6 separate regions of the Mus musculus genome follow, and all the other regions are linked to region 5. The links are chromatin contacts, called in public Hi-C, HiChIP or PLAC-seq and promoter capture Hi-C maps. All regions are on one chromosome and are shown on one strand. The core of a region is the stretch at or near the end of the contact, and the rest is flanking DNA. Distances in the headings are between cores, read along the strand shown. Region 1 has its middle 27 kb from the start of Gm32931. Region 2 has its middle 50 kb from the start of Gm32931. Region 3 has its middle 22 kb from the start of Gm32931. Region 4 overlaps Gm32931 (predicted gene, 32931). Region 5 holds the start of Arid5b (AT rich interactive domain 5B (MRF1-like)). Region 6 has its middle 52 kb from the start of Gm33035.

What was found. Promoter capture Hi-C pulls out the DNA fragments that hold promoters and counts their contacts. Hi-C and Micro-C count contacts between places; a contact is called where the count stands out from the background. HiChIP or PLAC-seq counts read pairs in DNA pulled down with a chosen protein or histone mark.
Region 1: a promoter capture Hi-C map of pre-B cells shows a contact between it and region 5, with 2.9 times the contacts expected there. The contact joins the enhancer-like site here to the promoter of Arid5b in region 5. A contact is called at or near these places in 12 of 39 promoter capture datasets (the 3T3-L1 cell line, 3T3-L1-derived adipocytes, the C10 cell line and 8 more) and 8 of 115 datasets of contacts at active chromatin or transcription factors (the NIH/3T3 cell line, bone marrow-derived macrophages, craniofacial prominence and 5 more).
Region 2: a contact with region 5 is called in a promoter capture Hi-C map of liver, with 2.8 times the contacts expected there. The contact joins the enhancer-like site here to the promoter of Arid5b in region 5. A contact is called at or near these places in 6 of 39 promoter capture datasets (the 3T3-L1 cell line, hippocampal neurons, liver and 2 more), 2 of 484 Hi-C or Micro-C datasets (the AML12 cell line and palatal mesenchyme) and 5 of 115 datasets of contacts at active chromatin or transcription factors (bone marrow-derived macrophages, craniofacial prominence, embryonic hindbrain and 2 more).
Region 3: a promoter capture Hi-C map of pre-B cells shows a contact between it and region 5, with 4 times the contacts expected there. The contact joins the enhancer-like site here to the promoter of Arid5b in region 5. A contact is called at or near these places in 8 of 39 promoter capture datasets (the 3T3-L1 cell line, the C10 cell line, frontonasal cranial neural crest and 4 more) and 7 of 115 datasets of contacts at active chromatin or transcription factors (bone marrow-derived macrophages, craniofacial prominence, embryonic fibroblasts and 3 more).
Region 4: an H3K4me3 HiChIP or PLAC-seq map of neural tube shows a contact between it and region 5, with 5 times the contacts expected there. The contact joins the enhancer-like site here to the promoter of Arid5b in region 5. A contact is called at or near these places in 4 of 39 promoter capture datasets (cranial neural crest, hippocampal neurons, liver and 1 more) and 7 of 115 datasets of contacts at active chromatin or transcription factors (bone marrow-derived macrophages, craniofacial prominence, embryonic forebrain and 4 more).
Region 6: a Hi-C map of embryonic fibroblasts shows a contact between it and region 5, with 3 times the contacts expected there. The contact joins the enhancer-like site here to the promoter of Arid5b in region 5. A contact is called at or near these places in 8 of 39 promoter capture datasets (the 3T3-L1 cell line, 3T3-L1-derived adipocytes, cranial neural crest and 4 more), 2 of 484 Hi-C or Micro-C datasets (adipose-derived mesenchymal stem cells and embryonic fibroblasts) and 9 of 115 datasets of contacts at active chromatin or transcription factors (astrocytes, bone marrow-derived macrophages, craniofacial prominence and 6 more).

Annotation. Positions count from the first base shown.
Region 1 is chr10:68,794,065-68,796,919 of GRCm38.p6, forward strand. No RefSeq gene overlaps it. Among named protein-coding and RNA genes, the nearest start is that of Gm32931, 27 kb to the right of the region's middle. Within about 2 kb of position 1,542, at least 71 of the 459 cell types and tissues checked have an H3K27ac peak or open chromatin away from gene starts, as enhancers often do. A contact at or near this core is called in craniofacial prominence and pre-B cells, where this site is marked.
Region 2 is chr10:68,870,983-68,873,957 of GRCm38.p6, forward strand. No RefSeq gene overlaps it. Among named protein-coding and RNA genes, the nearest start is that of Gm32931, 50 kb to the left of the region's middle. Within about 2 kb of position 1,364, at least 4 of the 459 cell types and tissues checked have an H3K27ac peak or open chromatin away from gene starts, as enhancers often do. A contact at or near this core is called in liver, where this site is marked.
Region 3 is chr10:68,843,016-68,845,715 of GRCm38.p6, forward strand. No RefSeq gene overlaps it. Among named protein-coding and RNA genes, the nearest start is that of Gm32931, 22 kb to the left of the region's middle. Within about 2 kb of position 1,251, at least 10 of the 459 cell types and tissues checked have an H3K27ac peak or open chromatin away from gene starts, as enhancers often do. A contact at or near this core is called in pre-B cells, where this site is marked.
Region 4 is chr10:68,816,812-68,819,814 of GRCm38.p6, forward strand. Gm32931 (predicted gene, 32931) reads right to left here. Exons shown (of 3, transcript NR_168586.1): 2 at 1,405-1,594. Among named protein-coding and RNA genes, the nearest start is that of Gm32931, 4.5 kb to the right of the region's middle. Within about 2 kb of position 1,475, at least 4 of the 459 cell types and tissues checked have an H3K27ac peak or open chromatin away from gene starts, as enhancers often do.
Region 5 is chr10:68,277,296-68,279,995 of GRCm38.p6, forward strand. It overlaps Arid5b (AT rich interactive domain 5B (MRF1-like)), which reads right to left and starts at 1,431. Exons shown (of 10, transcript NM_023598.2): 1 at 1,395-1,431; 2 at 635-889. The coding sequence starts at 1,415.
Region 6 is chr10:68,980,864-68,983,789 of GRCm38.p6, forward strand. No RefSeq gene overlaps it. Among named protein-coding and RNA genes, the nearest start is that of Gm33035, 52 kb to the right of the region's middle. Within about 2 kb of position 1,623, at least 2 of the 459 cell types and tissues checked have an H3K27ac peak or open chromatin away from gene starts, as enhancers often do. A contact at or near this core is called in embryonic fibroblasts, where this site is marked.

The sequences.
Region 1 (2,855 bases), core at 292-2,791, 520 kb after region 5:
AGGGGCTCTTTGTTGGAGCATCCTGCTTTGACATCCTATCAGGGGCAGCTCGCTAATGATTTATTATCACAGACTCTATTTCCCAGGTAAAAATTGAGACATGGTCTCTCAAAGTATTGAACTTAAGACTACAGTACTGTATTTCCTTAGCTTTCGGGAAAATCGAGAAAAGGGTAGCAGAAAGACAGCCACCCCAGTCACAACCCAGTGAAGAGCAAATTCAAGATCAAAATGCCCTCTCTACAAAGGCAATTTAGAAGAATAGAACAAAATTAAGCACCTTTAGTTTTTACTGTCACATCCTGTGTCCTTGAAATAGTCTTACCTACTGCAATGTGAGATTTAGACAATAATTTCGTATTTTTAACTTTCTTTCTACAACCTCTTTGGAAGCAAGTTCTATCTATCTATCTATCTATCTATCTATCTATCTATCTATCTATCTATCTATAGATGTATGTTTGTATTGAACATTGGACAATAGTTTTATATGAGATGGAGCCTTCTGACTGAGTCTGAATCTTCAGCTTTGTGAAGCAGCTATGTTCCATCAGTAAGCAGGAGTGAGCAGAAGTCAACTTTAAATGTTTTCTTCTCTATGATTTGAGGTTTTCTAGGCTTTAGTCTCACCAGCAAAGATCATCTGCTGTTTTCATAACTGCATCCAAGTGTACCCCATAAAAGAGACAACCGCTGGAGCAAGGTAACTGCTCAGTCAGTGAAGTGTACCCTGAAAGCACAGACCTGAGTCTGTATACCAGCCTCACAGAAAAGCAGGAAACAAACCTACACACCTGAAACCCCAAGGCTTGGACCAGGGGTGGAGACAGGTGGATCCTGGGAGCTCATTGGTTAGTTAGTTAGCCTAGCTGGGTAGGGTAACTCTAAGTTCTGTGAAAAACCCTATCTCAAAATATAAGGTAGAGAACAAACAAGAAAGGCACCTGATTTTGACCTCCAGCAACCACATGCATGTGCGTGTGTGTGTGTGTGCGCGCGCGCACACACACACACACACACACACACACACAGACACACTGCTCCATACACCCATACACATATGCACAAATGCACACTAATGTACATTATGAGCGCTCACGCGTGCGCATACACAGACACACACACACGCACACAGGCACACAGATGACAACTATTCCCATAGGTAGGATCAAAGTGGACTCACTCTATGTTCTTAACTGTTAACTACTTTGCTATCAACAGCTTCCACCTTCCAGAATGTTCCCATGCTCCTTAAAAATGGAGAAGCAAGGCTCGACTGGCTCTTTCCAGTGAAATGTTTGAATCGTGCACATTTGTTCAGAGAAAACGCTTTCCATTGTTTCTGCGGCACTGGGACTAATTAGGTCAGAACGTTTTCTTTTGATTGTCTCCCTTTTCTGAATTTAATGAAGGTGGAAAAAGAAATAAAGCTAATTTTCCCTCCACATGCTAGAACCCTTTACCACACTTGTAGGACAGTTAAGAGCATCCAGAGCACAGAAGACAAACACGGAGGTGGCAGGAAGTGGGTGGGGCTCTGGAACAGATCTTGGGACTTTCCATGACACAGAAGCCCGCTTCCCTCCCAGCCTGGTCCCTGGGGGCATAAGCCCTTGAAGTTACCCTCCTGGTGAGTCTGCGCATCAGTACACTCAAAGGGAAACAGAGGCTTCCTTTCTCAACCCTCATTTGCATAAGTTGAAACTTAATCCAACTCTGCTGAGATGTTCCTCAGTTCTGGCATCTGCCCCACTCTTGCCTTCTCCTTCCCCCTCAACTTCCCCAGGCTTTCTCAAATCAAACCGGCATAATTTCTCTCTGTGAAAGCTCAATTGGTGACCTTGGGAAGTCAGAGCGGCTTCCAAAAGGAATTCATTACTGTGTTGAGGTGACATTGGCTTTCATGAAAACGAATGTTCTGAAACAAACTATCAGCTTTGGAAAAATAATTCATCACATTTTTTTTTGGTGGGGAGGAGGATAAAATGTCTCGCGTTAAAAAGGACCTCTCGTGGGTGACCTATCTGTCATGAAAAGCGTTGTTAGGACAGTCTGTGCTGTTTGGAAGCCTGGAACATGGACGCTTTCATGCCGACTTTCAGGAGAACAAGGTGAATCATGAAACACTCAAAATTATTCTCCCGTGGTTCTGTTGAAATGATTCTAATTGTTTCTGAAGGTGCACCTGGGAGACAGAGATGGGAAGTGGGGTTCCTGGGTTCTGCCCAGTTCAGTGAGTGATGGGGATGGGCGGCACTTCTGCAGCTTCTCTGTCAGCCAGCGGACTCCTCTCACTGTCTGGGCAGGCTCTGCCAGTTTGCTTCTTCTCAAGGAGACAGAATACTTACTGCTTGCTCCAGAATTTAAAGGTTAACAACACACCTTCCATGATTTTTTTCCTTAATTTTGAAAGATTATAGTAAAATTATGTTTATTTAAATCTAAGATTAATGTCTACCCTTCAAGGAAGCTTATTGGGTAGCGACGCATGCTACCAGGTCTGACTAGCTGAGTCCAATCCCCAGAATCCACGTGGTAGAAGGGAAGAAAGAACGTCCTGCAACTTGTTCTCTGGCCTCCATATGCTTACCAGAGTACCATATGTGTGCATGCATACACACATGTGCATATACACTAAATAACTGTGAAACTTAAAACAACATTCACGTGTCTTATAGCTTAAGCCCTAATATTATGTCATATTTACTTTAGACGTTTACTTATTTGAAAGAAGGTGAGGGTTTCATTTCAGCATTTTTTAAAAATTACGTCTATGTATGTGTGTATGTGTGTCTGTGTCGGCACAGGCATTTGAATATAGGAGCCAGCAGTGACCAGAAGATGTCATTGAATGT
Region 2 (2,975 bases), core at 114-2,613, 590 kb after region 5:
TTCCACCTATAGGGTTGCAGATCCCTTTAGCTCCTTGGGTACTTTCTCTAGTTCCTCCATTGGGGGCCCTGTGGTCCATTCAATAGCTGACTGTGAGCATCCACTTCTGTGTTTGCTAGGCCCTGGCATAGTCTCACAAGAGACAGCTATATCTGGGTCCTTTCAGCAAAATTTTGCTAGTGTATGCAATGGTGTCAGCGTTTGGAAGCTGATCATGGGATGGATCTCTGGATATGGCAATCACTAGATGGTAAAGGTCTTTCTAGCCATTCCTGATGTTTGAATCAAGTACTGGAGTTTGCTTTGGAGGCGTTGAATGTTGAGTGAGAAGGCCGTCCTTCAAACCTGATCTTCTAGAGAGGGTGGGTTGGATGAGACACGGTTGACAAACTCTCCATCAACTCAAGAGGCAGAAGGAGAGCAGAGGGGCTTCAAGAGAAAATGCACAGGACTTGGATGTCCACCCACAACCTGAGGCGGCCATCAGTCCTAGCCACAAGTTTGTCAGCTCAGTCGTCAGGGACTCTTGACGGACACAGGGAATCACTTGAGTCACATGTGTTTGGTGGCTCCCTGGTGAATATTATTGATGAACCAATGAATCTATGGATGGATGGAATAAGTGTTACTGGTCATTAAAAAAAAATGTGGTTCCCCTGTCTGGGCTTCTGGGGCTTGAAGAGTCAAGTCGCTAGTATTGAAGTGGGAGCTTTGTCTGTTGCATGGTATGATGGGGAATGGAGAAGACAGAGCAAGAACTTTGCTTCAGATGAGTTAATTACCTGGTATTGGCTCTTTAATATTTGACCTGAGAGGTGACAAAGACGAAATGTGAGACTTGCTATTGATAGTGTCCACATTATTGTAATGCCACCTAATCTTCATATATATGTGCATACACACACATACACACACACATCTATATGTGTGTGTATACATAAAAATATGTGTGTGTGTATATATATATATATACATATATATATATATATATATATGTATATATACTTACATATATAAAGCTTTGATTTTTATTTACATTTGTCTGTGTGTGTGCACATTTGAGTACCCCCATGTGCACCATGAAGAAGTTAGGGTATCAGAGCCCCAAGAAGAGTTGGGGTAAAAGGCAGTTGTAAGCCACCCTATATTGGTCCTGGGAAGCCCACCCCAGTCCTCTGCAAGAGCAGTATACAGTCTTAACTGCTGAGCCGTTTCTCTGGTCCTGTATTTGAATATTTTTGCCCCTACTCGCTGGTTGCAACATTCTCAGTGCGTTCAATATTATCAGCCAGCTTATGAAAGCTTCAGCTCATTAGGAAACTGAAAGAATACAGTGTTGCCAAGTTTCTAATCAATCAGTCCACGAACATCCATCATGAGCTGTGTGCTGAATGCTGAGTAAGGCAGTTAGCCTAAGATAGAATAACATGGCTCTGCACTGGGCAGTGTTATAGTTAATTGAGGAAATTATACAAACTTAAGAGAAGCTTATTAAATATCACATATGTACTTAAGTGCTGTGAATTGAATTGGTATATACTGAAGGGAGCCAGAGTGACCAAGGTCATCTTACCAGCCAGTCAGAGAGCGTCTAAAGGAAACTGCATTTGCTCTGACATCCTAAATGTGTTGCGTGCACACCTACTGTGTGCAAGTCCTTGTGCTTAGCATTGGAAATCCTGTCTTATTTGATATAACAACTCTTTAACACCGTGTTGGATAACTTTCCTAATATTTTGGCCCTTTAAAATAGTTCCTCATGTTGTGGTGACCCACAGCCATAAAATTATTTTTGTCACTGCGTCATAGCTATAATTTTGCTGCTGTTATGAATGGTAATATAAATATCTGATATTCAGGATATCCAATACTCGACCCTTGTGAAAGGATTGGTCACCTCAAAAAAGTCACAACCCACAGGTTGAGAACCATCTCTTTTACAAAACATAACTTTGCCCCACTTTAATGGTGCGAAAAGACATGAATTAGAAACATTAACCAGAACACCAGCTGTCAACACAGCCAACAGCAGACATTATTCTTCTCATCACTGTGACAGAGAGGAAAACTGTATTTTGCTCAGAGTTCCTTGGTGGCGAATGTGTGCCCACATATACGAAGGCAGGAGGGGTCCTGTCCATAGCTGGGGGTCTTTATACCTCCAGAGGACAAGATGCAAAGAGATCATACTGGAAGTCAGCAAGATCCCTAAGACGTGTCCCACAAGTGACCTATGACCTCTGGTTATGCCCCCACCTCCTTGATTTTCCATGGCTCCCCTAAATGCTGCTACCACTGGGGGTCAACTGCTCAACGGTGAACCTGTAGAGGACAACGGCACACGAACGGCGCTTGAGTCAACTTTACACCAAAGCGCATGTGCAAGTCCTTATGTAGCCTGCATCTCCATGAAGAAGGAACTACGACTCACCTGTGCATAAATGCCCTGGGGCCGTGCAGCAAGCTGCAAAGGCAGCTCCTACAGGAGGACCTAATTGAGGACTGCCTGAGAGATCAAGGATTGCTGACATAGACAATGTCAGCCAATCAGGAACGGCTGTTTAGAAGCTCTGCTTTCTTGTGACCAATGAAGCGCAGGTGGTGAATATTAAAGGAACTTGCAATGCAATTTTCTCACCTGCTCCTGGAGCCTAGGTTAATTCCATACTGCCACACCTCCAACCCCACCAAGGGTAAGTAGGGTCAGACAGGGAGTGGTCCAGGGCACAGGCAGCGTCTCCAGAGACTGCATGAAAGTGGAGGCGGACTAATGGCCTGTAGGTCTGATTTCAGTATTTTTCTTTTTTGCTTATGTCAACTAAATCTAGACTTACAAGATATAAAGACGATATTCCTTTTATTTGCTTTAGCTTTCTTCCCTTAATGTTACCATAGTATGAAACTACACTACAACAACAATAACAACAAATACCGAGGGGGCTGGTGATTTGGCTCAGAGGTAACACTGTTGCTCT
Region 3 (2,700 bases), core at 1-2,500, 570 kb after region 5:
TATTCTAGCTAGAATGTGAGAGTAAGTTATTGTGAAGCCTGGTATGAGCAGAGGTATTATTTGATAAATAGATAATAGGATATTTAATGAAGGGTTGAGTGTTACCAGGCACTGCTGGGATCTCTGAGGCACATTTCAAAAGGAACCCTTATCTTTGCGTTGCTTGAGATTAATTCTGATTATTAACAGAAAGAGACATTTCATGTTAATCCAAAACATACAGACTTGATATTTTAAGAACTGAAGAGAAAAAGGACATAAATGGAAAGGGCTTAGGATGGGGCAGAGAATATTACTATTCTCATTTATAAAATAAAACACATGGACACTGTGAGTGCTCGCTGTTAGGAATACGTTTGTGTTGTAGGCATGGACTTAGCTATATGTAATGTATATTTATGATCACAAATATATGTGAGTATATTTTAAGCATACAGGGAAGCTATACAACACATAGCATAAAGTGTAAATAAACACTTTATTATAATTTATTATTAATTGTATTCTCATGTTTTCAAAAGCGCACAGTGTGACCACAAAACGACGCCTAAACTCTTCACTTTCTAGGACTCTGCCATTGATTTCCAGCAAATGCAAAGTCATAAGTATTGGTTAAGGCAACACATTTCTCACTGATCCAGTGAGCGTCGAGGCTGCTGCTACCAGCTATATGATTACAGAAATATTGAGGGACATCGACATGGGGGAACTTAGTCCACTCGTTACATTTTCCTGGTGACCAAAAAGAAAAAAATCACATTATGAATACTTTACAGGGTTAAAGAAACCAGTGTAGTGTTATCTGAAAAGCTGTGGAGTTTCCAGGGTTCTTGACTAGAGAGGAACCAACACGAGGACAGCGGGTATTTAAGGTAGAAATGATTGGAGAAAAGCCTAGGTGGAGATGAGATGCAGAAGTAAGGGGGCTAGCCAGAAACTGGGAATCAGCCGTGAGTTCAGCTCTGACTCACTCATGCGCACAGCAGCAAAGCTCTCTGGCATCCACTTCCTGACCGGGTTTTATTCACTTACTGCGATTCTGTCATCCCGATGCTTGAAAAATACATAGAAATCTTACACAGGTGACGGGTTAAAACACTTTTCAGAAAGAGCTGAGTGAGAAGTCTGACTCAGAAATCTGAGGAAGGATGACGAGGTTGGACCCAGATCCCAAACGTGATAAGAAGGAAGCTGCAAGCACCTATAACCCTCAACCTTCAATTCAGATGACTGTAGTTTGTGCAGTGCGCCCCATGTGGTTGAACACATAGTTCCTGGCTGGTAGTGATGCCCTAGAAGGAAGGAAGTAGAGACTCAGTAGGAAAATTGGGTCATTTGGGAGTAGGTCTTCAGGTTTTATGGCATGGACCACTTCTCTACTCCCTCCTTGTAGATGCTATGGGACCAGATGCCCCATACACCTGCTAACATGGGCTGTAGCTGTATCCCTTCAGATTGAAAGCCACAGTCACATCAGAGCTTGTCAACATTTTTGTTGTTGTTGTTGTTGCTGCTGCTGTTGTTATGACAGCAATGAGAAAGTTAGCCAATACAGTAAGAAAGAAGTCTGAGGCAGAAACACAGCCCTGGTTCAAACCCGGGTGCTCTGTACTCTTCTTATATTAGGGGGGATCGATATACCAGGAGTGGAGGTGGGGATGGGGTGAGGAAGAAGAGATGAGTATATTTCTAGGAAAAGACAGACAGGACTGGAAGTTGGAAGGCAAGGATACAGGCATGGCGTGGTGAGAGCATCACCATCACCCGGGCACGCATGAGAGGATGAAGTAGAAAACAGGAAGAGGAAGCACTTAAGTATGTGGTGTTAGAAATGAATTGGCGTTTTGCATATTCCCAATGCTCTTTTTTTTTTTTTTTTTTTTTTTTGTGGTTTTTCGAGACATGGTTTCTCTGTGTAGCCCTGGCTGTCCTGGAACTCACTTTGTAGACCAGGCTGGCCTCGAACTCAGAAATCTGCCTGCCTCTGCCTCCCCACAATTCTCTTGAGTTTGACTCAGACAAGGCCCTTCCTGGAAATAATTATACTGCTTCCATCTTTTCTTCGACTTCTTTTCCTAGTCTTGCTAAACCTTAGGTCATAGGTGATGCACTGGACACTCCTGGTGGGTTAACAACAGACCGTTTGACCTGCAAAATATTTATATCGCTGCTGCTAGGATTACATTATGAAATGGGAGTTGCCTGTGTGCTAACCTCCCTTCTCCTGCAACTCTCCACGGGGGTGAGGATGTGAGGTTAAATGAGAAATGCTGAATGATTACAGTATTGTTTTACTTACATGGAGGCCTGCTTCCTCTCTGTTTCTTCATCATGGCTCACAGGCTCAGAAAACACAATCACGTCTGTGCTTTTCATCCTGGAAGCTATAAACTGGAATTGAAGCCACATTTCTGAAACTATGTACAAGAAATATAAGCTTTTGTCAATTTCAGAGCCACCTCAGACGTGGACGTTGGGTCGAGACATTCTCTTGCTTGACAACCCCCTCTTTCTTCCCACCCTTTTTCTTCCCTCCCTCCCTTAAAGCAAATATTGATTTCTTACAATGTTTTAGCCCTTGGTTCAGAAGAAATTGCACTGATAAAATACTTGACCAAAGCAGCATAGAGTAAGGGGGTGTTTATTTCCAATAATGAAACTCCCTGGGTCATATACTCACACCATCACACTATGTCCTAA
Region 4 (3,003 bases), core at 225-2,724, 540 kb after region 5:
ATTACTATGATTGATTATTATTAATTATATTGCTATTCGCTATAACTGTTCATGTACACATGTGCGCCCATGTGTGTGTGTGTGTGTGTATAGGCACATCCATGTTGAGGTCAGAAAGCAACTTTCAGGAGTAGGTACTCTCTTTCCAAACTTTGTTGAGTCAGGGTCCCTGAATTTCTGCTGTGCTTTGCACCCTACACTAGCCAGCCAGGAGCTTCCTTTTGAGTCTCTTGTCTCTCCATCCCTTCTCATTGTGGGAGGGCTGTGAGCATGCCCGTCCATATGGCTTTGTATAGAGTTCTGAGACTCAAACTCAGATTATCAGGTACGTGCTGAAAGTTCTTTCATACACTGAACCATTTGACTCTGTTGATGTCACATTTTAATATGATGATTCCATTGTCTTTGTATTTTATTGCACTGTTTTTGCCATAGTTGACTTTGACAAGTGTTCTCTTTTCTCCTACCCACCCCTCTTCCTTGCATTTGCATACATTTAGACACATCCAAAATCTCTCAAGCAGTCATGAATAGCTGAAAAATGGCTTCTTACCCCATTTTCCAAGGTCTACTAGAGAGTTCAAGCTTTCCCAAGGACCAAGACACATGCCATTCATCAATGGGGTTTCTGCTCGGTCCATAAGGAGCCAATTTAAATTTCTCCCCACTAAGTAATACGGCAGGTCACGTCCTGATGTCAACATTTGCTTTGAGTTCTTTTCCACTCGGTGGGGTTTATAACATGTGTAAAGTATTTTCTTTCTTGGCTCTTCAAGAGTGGATTACACATGTATGTAAAAGCAAGAAGGAAATGAGTGTATACTTTTCCAGGAAAAAAAAGCCTTTCAAAAATGAATGATCACTTTATTATTTTCTCAGATAAAATTAACTCCATCACTTGAAAGAAATACAACACTCATATTTAATGCAAAGTATTGAGATGAGAGAATGAAATACGTCTATATTTATAATTCATCACAACATTTTATATTCAATTTTCACTTTGCCAAGATGCATCCATCACTGTAATTTAGAAAAATAGAAGAATCATTAATACTTTACGAAGAAATGTCAGGGGGTAGGCAGAATTCCTTCTAGCACAGGTTTTATTTCAGCACGTCGTATTTTCAGCTCTTTGATGAAGACAAAAATCCCAAGGGGAAAAAGTAAATGTTGCAATATGTCCTCTTAATATGTGAGACATACAGCATTAGCCATCGAAGATTACAAACGTAGTTAAAAAGTAGCATCTGTCCTCTGGTCCGTCCACTCTAGGGACTGACCACAGGAGCTGGCCACTGGAAGAATGAGAGTTCATTTTTCCTTTTGGGTCCAGTTTTCATGAAAAGACAGCATCATGTCTCTAGGGATTGGCCTCAGAGCAGCATTTTGTAAATCACTTACCATATATCAGTCTCCACTCGACAGACTATAAGTCGCTGGTGCTTTCTATTGGCGAAACCTCGGGATATCTATAAAATGGAAGGAAATGGTTTCCAGCAGGACAAGCTACACAGATGAAGACACACGTGTGCACAGTGAAAGTGGTCCAGACTTTCCCGCAGAACCCTCTTTCCTTCTTGACTTTCCAATCCTGCCGAGGAAAATTGAAGCTGTAAACATAATCTTAACTGAAACCTATTTTACTGGACTCAAATAATTCATCAACAATATCACAAGGTTTCTTTGCTCTTAAGCCATGTTTTCTGCTAATTGCCTGGCTGATCCTCTAGTGAGTCTGTAACTCTCCACTCAGGCCCTCTCAGAGCCTGATTCCAACTTGTCTCATATTAGTGATGAGAGCATTGGATCCACATGCAACTTGCTCTACATTAAAGCCTTTTGAGATGGTCCTTCTGGAGATTTGGTCTCTTTAACAGCTAAGAAAGCATGAAGAATATCGTGCAGAAACATTGATTCAAAGAGAAAGGACCGTGTGCCCCCCCACCCCCTGTCATTCATCATTGTAAATTAGATTTCTCTAAAATGAAGTTGCAAATATGGGTTTTATTACTCCATTTATAAGCTTAGACTTAAAAAGAAATAATCCAAACTGAAAAGCAGCTTTACCCTTTAAGGAAAAGGTGGCATGCATCCAGGTTCACAGGCAGCCAGAATCCAAACAGGTTCAACAAACAGCCATTTAATGGTGTGATTTTTCTGATGAGTGATAGATACAGATTCAGCCTGGAAGCTTTAAAAAAATGGTAATGAGGTTTTGGATAAAAATATGTTGGAAAAATCTCACCACCAAAGAGTCATACTATTGAGCAGAAAAGGGTAGCCTCTGACTCAGTTTCCCATTGTCTAGCTTCCTAAATACAAAGGACAGAAGGAGTCACACAGAAGCCAAATAAGAGACAGGTGATTCTGAGGACCAAAGGCCAAGATAGAAGTGAAGAGATACAGACTTAAAACCAAACAAGGACAATGTAAAAGCAGATAGAGCTACTAACTCTTGTCTTTCTTTCTTTTTTATTTATTAGGTATTTTCTTCATTTACATTTCCAGTGCTATCCCAAAAGTTCCCATACTCTCCCCCCCAGTCCACTACCCACCCACTCCCACTTCTTGGCCCTGGCATTCCCCTGTACTGGGGCATATAAAGTTTGAAAGACCAATGGGTCTCTCTTTCCAATGATACATATGCAGTTAGAGACACGAGCTCCGGGGGATACTGGTTAGTTCATACTGTTGTTCTACCTATAGGGTTGCAGACCCCTTTAGCTCCTTGGGTACTTTCTCTAACTCCTCCATTGGGGGTCCTGTGATCCATCCAATAGCTGACTGCGAGCATCCACTTCTGTGTTTGCTATGCCCTGGCATAGCCTCACAAGAGACAGCTATATCAGGGTCCTTTCAGCAAAATCTTGCTAGTGTATGCAATGCTGTCAGTGTTTGGAGGCTGATTATGGGATGGATCCCGGGGTATGGCAGTCTCTAGATGGTCCATCCTTTTGTCTCAGCTCCAAACTTTGTCTCTGTAACTCCTTCCATGAGTGG
Region 5 (2,700 bases), core at 181-2,680:
CGCCCGGGCAGATGCGCAAGTTATTTGAATGTATTATCCCAGTACCTGTCATTTATCACTTCAGTCAACACGCCTTTGCCAACTCAATTGCTTTTGATCTCATTCTGCCTCCGTTTCGTAATTTCCGCCCTCTTAAACATATCAAATACTTAAAAGAAAAAAAAAAAACGTGAACAATATCAAAACCCACTAAAAGAAAGCTACCCAGCCCAGGAGCCAGGCATGAAGTAAAAAAATTAAAAAAATTAAAAAGCAAAAAATATGTACATTAAAATATGTATATTAAAGCATGAGATATTAATCTTCAAGAAGAGGTAGCTAAACGAACACACACACACACACACACACACACACACACACACACACACACACCCTGGAACAAAACCCTTCTTGACAAGTTATTTGATCTTGACTAAAATCAGCAGTTGGACGGTCTTTGTAAAGCTGACAGCCAAACTCTGACAATGGTAAAATACTCCAGCCCCAGTTAGTGGCGCTACCCCTTTAAAAAACGAGCGGATCCTGCTCACCGCAGAACTGAATACAGTATTTTCAAGCTTGCCTTATAATACGCATTACTGGAGGGGGGGGGTAGATAATAAAGAAGGAAGAGAGGGAGAGATAGGTTTACCACCTCGCCATGGTCGCTATTTCTGCCCTGGGGAGTGTCTTCGGGGAGGAAATAAAGTTTCGAGCTGGATAAAAGTTGCCGGCTGGTCCTTTCTTCCCACAACAGCTGGAGCTCCGCTATGCAAATCGGATCCTTTGGCGTACATCTTACAAAGAAAAAGTCGCCAAGGGACAAGATTCTTGGTTTGCCTTCAAGGTGGAATTGAAAAGCCTTATAAAAAATATAAGGTCCGTGCAAGCCACACGGTGAGCCGACCCACTGCAGGAGGGGGAGAGAGAGGGAGAGAGAGAGAGAGAAAAAAAAAAGCACCACGTAAATAATGTAGCCATCAAGCACAAATATCTATTCCCAGGCACATTAACACACAAGACTCTCAATACAGACCGGCCCACAGATAGAACGCTGGGTGAAAAAATATTACAAAACCCACTAATTTTCTGCCTCCCTTAAAAAAAAAAAAAGAAAGAAAGAAAAAGAAAAGAAAAGAAAGAAAGAAAGAAAAGAAAAGAAAAAAAAAGCCCTCCGGGTCCCCACCACCCCTCCCCAGTTCCCCATATGAGGCGATAAAATTACATTATGTAGGTATGATCAGCGCAGGGATTTTTAAAAAAAACAATAAAAATGATTTTGGGGGGATGCAGAGGGTAAAAGTTTGGTAAAAAGTTTGTGGGGGGTGTGAGGGGGTGTGAGGGGGTGGGTGAGCTGGGGGGCTGGGGGGTGCCGGGGGGCGCCGGGACCGCAGGAGCGGAGGAGAGCGAAATACCTGGAGTGAGTTGGGCTCCATCTCGACGTTCTGAATTGATTGAACTCAACATTCTCTCCAAACTTGTTGGCTTGAATGGATTGCATCAGGTCCTGGCAGGGGAAAGCATTCTCTGCTTGCAGCCGGCGTGATGTCTCAATATAAAACTAAGCTCTAGCCTCCCCCTCAGCACCAAAATGATTGAAAATATATCCTAATATTTCCTCGAAGACTCAATTTTCATCTCCTGTAAAAAAGATGTGGGTTTGCTGCCAAAGATGGGTTGATCAAATTCGAAATAGGGAGAAGGGCTAAGTCCGACCTCGGCGGGAAGAGAATGGATCAAGGCAAAAAGCAGACAGGAAGATGTAAAAAAAAATTGAAACCCATCCTAAAACCAAGTAATGAGGGTATCTTTCTCTTCTCAGTTCCTCGTGTCTGTGGGTAACGTCGGTTGAGATTTTTGGAGCAGACCAAGTCTCTCGAGCTGCGTTGTGCATCTGACAGGACCTGCTTGTATATGTCTAATATAAAGAACATTTCCTGCAGAGATTCCGGGGCGCCGCTCCTCTTTCTAATGCTCCTTAGCAGATTTGCTGTTATTAGACATGTAGATTTGTTTGATAGTTAAATTACGTTTCCTCACTGCCATGTTTGAGAGAACTAATCTGTTAAATTATCTTCTGATGCCTATTTACACGGAAGGGAAAAGTGGGTTATCGATTATATAAACATATAAATATTAATGCATTTGTTCGCTTCGCAAAAAAAAAATACTCAGCAGGGGGGAAAAAAAGGAAGAAGAAGAGCAGAAAGACAAGTGAGCAGTACACACACGTCTCGTGATTTTGCAACAATATTGAACGGACAGCAACTACATTTAGGGAGAGGAACAATAAACCATGCATGATAAATCAATACATGCGAGCCGCGAGTCTGCTCGGAATATGAATTCGGGCTCTGGGTTCTGCGTGTGCATTCTTTAATTTTGAAGTATATACACTCGTACGTGTTTACAATGCTGATGGACGCCAAGGGCTCTCTCAAATGATAATGTGTTTATATAACCCGGCGCTACAGGAATAATATACCGACTTCTACCCCACCCCCAATCCTTCCCGTGCCCCCCTCCTCCCAAAAGGGAGGGGGAGCTTTCTCGGTAATAGTTTGAAACTGAAAAAAATAATCCATTTGCAAACTAGTTAAATACCATCAGAAATTAAGCTGTTGGAAACGGAGGTGGGGGGTGGTTAACACAACGTAAGACAATAAAGGTTTTAAATGTGTATATTTATTGTTCTGGAGCCCTGGAGCATTGCGCGGTTTG
Region 6 (2,926 bases), core at 373-2,872, 700 kb after region 5:
AGTTGATTACTTAGCTGGAAAAGTAAGATTAATTCCTCACTCTTTTTTGTTGTTGTTGTTGTTGTTGTTGTTGTTGTTGTTGTTGTTGTTGTTGTTCCAGCTCTTCTCACTCCAGCTCTGCTCCGGCCCCGCTCCAGCCATATTTATTTCATATATGTGGGTACACTGACACTGTCTTCAGGCACAGCAGAAGACAGCATCAGATGCCCATTATAGATGGTTGTGAGCTACCATGTGGTTGCTGGGAATTGAACTCAGGACCTCTGGAAGAGCAGTCAATGCTCTTAACTGCTGAGCCATCTCTTCAGCCCCTAATTCCTCATTCTTACCCCCAACCCCAACCCCTTTTATAAAATTTCTTCTTCCTCCCCCACTATCACCTTCACCACCATCTTCAGCACCATCATCATCTTCTTCTTCTTTATCATTATCACCATTATCACCACCACCATAACTGCCATTGTTGGAGTTCATCAAAAGACTCTCACTCACAAAGACCACAGAAACTGCCATCACTGCAAACCACATGAGGAATTTTATTGATCCAACATGTTGGGAACTCCCCTTTCAGCTCACAGGCCAGGGGAGAGACCCAGAACAAATAAAGAACATACTTTTTATACCTTTGTAAGGGGCAGATTTGGGAACAGGGTTCTCAGTGGTGTAGCAAGTAGTCCTTTCAGGCATCAGTTGGTTTGCATAGTGACTAAGTAACCCTTTGGTCTGCCCCCACAGTGGGTTATTATGATTTGGTCAGCAAAGCAGTAGTACATTTTGAAGTTATGGGTCAGTCACAGTTATTAACATTACAGGGAATCCTAGCAAGATCAGGGTGGTTTGTGGTCTTTTTCAGAATTCAGTGGGGGGCAGGAGAATTCTTCTGAGAACTGTTATTTTTGTTATGGTTATTTCTCTGAGAATGGCTAATATTGTTTTGGTAGGTGCAGGCTTAATCATATTGACTGCTAAAACTATGTTTTTACATTTGTTTAGTCAACCAGCTTCCTTATCTGGCTCTGCACTTGGCCTGCTAGTACAGTTTGGAAAGTCCTTTTCAAAGGGGGAAGGTACTGTGGTGGTCTTGAACTCATTTTGGATATTACACATCACCATCATCATGCTCCTCCCCCTTCTCCCTAAACATATTTCCACTTGGATGTTACCCAAGCATGCCCTAAAACTTCCTTTAAAATAATTTTCCACTCAGTGAGTAAGATTGAAAATCCATTCCTACAACTCCTGTTTGGAGCAAGCAGCAATTTTTTAATGCCACCTGTTACCCAACAGAAGTGTATTTTTCTGGAATCAGGTATGATTTCTCTCCCTCTCATCTCACGCTACCTGATTGAAAACCCCCATTTTACCTTTATGGCTTTGCCTGTCACCTTTGTAAATTATAGAGCCAGCTGGCTTCCGGAGATGCTGGCACAGCAGGGATTTATTTTAAATTGACATTTTTGGTGTGCCCAAGTGTGGCCCTATTTGCTCACTGAGAGCTTCGGGGATGGGGATGCTGTAAAGTTTCATCAGGCTTTCCTCCCTCTTGCTGGGCTGCCCCATCACCAACGTGGAACATTATTTTCCCCTTACGTGGCCACTCTGGCTTGATTTCTGCTCCTCTCCTCGGCTTGTGGTGAGCTCAAACACATTCCACTTACATTAAGTTATTTTGACGTCGGTGTGTGAAGTCCACCTAGTGTGGGATGAACCCGAGTCAGAAACTAGTTATTTTAGTCCCAAGAAACAGCTTCATTGTTGTGTGAGATAGATGCACTTGCAACACTCGATCCTAAGGGTTGTTTGATGCTATTGTGGTGATTACCATTGGAGACAAAATCTCCCTCCCTTGATACTGGCGGGATGCAAAGTAAAACTTTTTTGGGCAGAAGTCTGGGTTCCTTGAGAAGCCTGATAATCACACAAGGCAAATGTGGGATGTCTGTGAGCCTGAATGGAGACACCACCAGTCTTTCCTCCCTGCAGACTTCTGGTCTACCTGCTTCCTGATCAGCCTCCACCAAGCTTGGAGTCCAGCTCTACCGATAAACAGATTTAAAGCTCCTTCCACCAGGATCCCCACTACTCAGAGGAGCTCAGCCTCTGCTGCTCCTCTCTGACTAGTGCCCATGTGTCCATGGCAATAAAACCAGGTTCTCTCCCTTTTTGCTGCCTCTGTTAAGTACTGTCTAAGTGTATGAAGAACTTCCAAGCAGTGGCTTTTCCTTCCTGTATTCTGTATTTCATGAAACAACCATCTCCATGTAGGAGCTGCTGGCGTGGAGTAATCTCTTCTTTACCCTCTGCCCCTGAATGTAGTCAGACTTGGAGCCTGAATGTGTCTAATCCAGAGTCTCTCAAAGTTTAGCCACCACAGCAATGTACACAGTAGGAGCTCAATAATTGCCTGTAGGTGGGCCTTTCTTGGCTGGTAACTCTTGGGTATAGAAGATTTTGCTCTGCGGGATACATTTCACAAAGCCACAAACATTTATGTCAGGATTGGCATCTATGAGGTATAAGCCAAGGATGTTACAAGCCACCCCAAAATGTATAAGATGCACACACACACACATGCAAACACACAGGAATGTACATAAACAGTCACACACATGCTCATGCATGCACACACACATATACACATGCACATATGTACACACACGGGAATGTACACACATATGCATGCACACATGCATACATATACATACACTCACACACACACATGCATGCACATACACACGAACACACAACACACACATGCGCACACAAACACACACACACAGAGGAATGTTCATACACAAATACACATATATAAAATGGGAAGAGTGGGGACAGAAAGCAGAAAGCAAATATAAATAGTAAACTTGGGAGTAAACAAATATTTTCTCCATTCTTTGTTAAAACCCCTTCACAAAACACCTCCCACTTT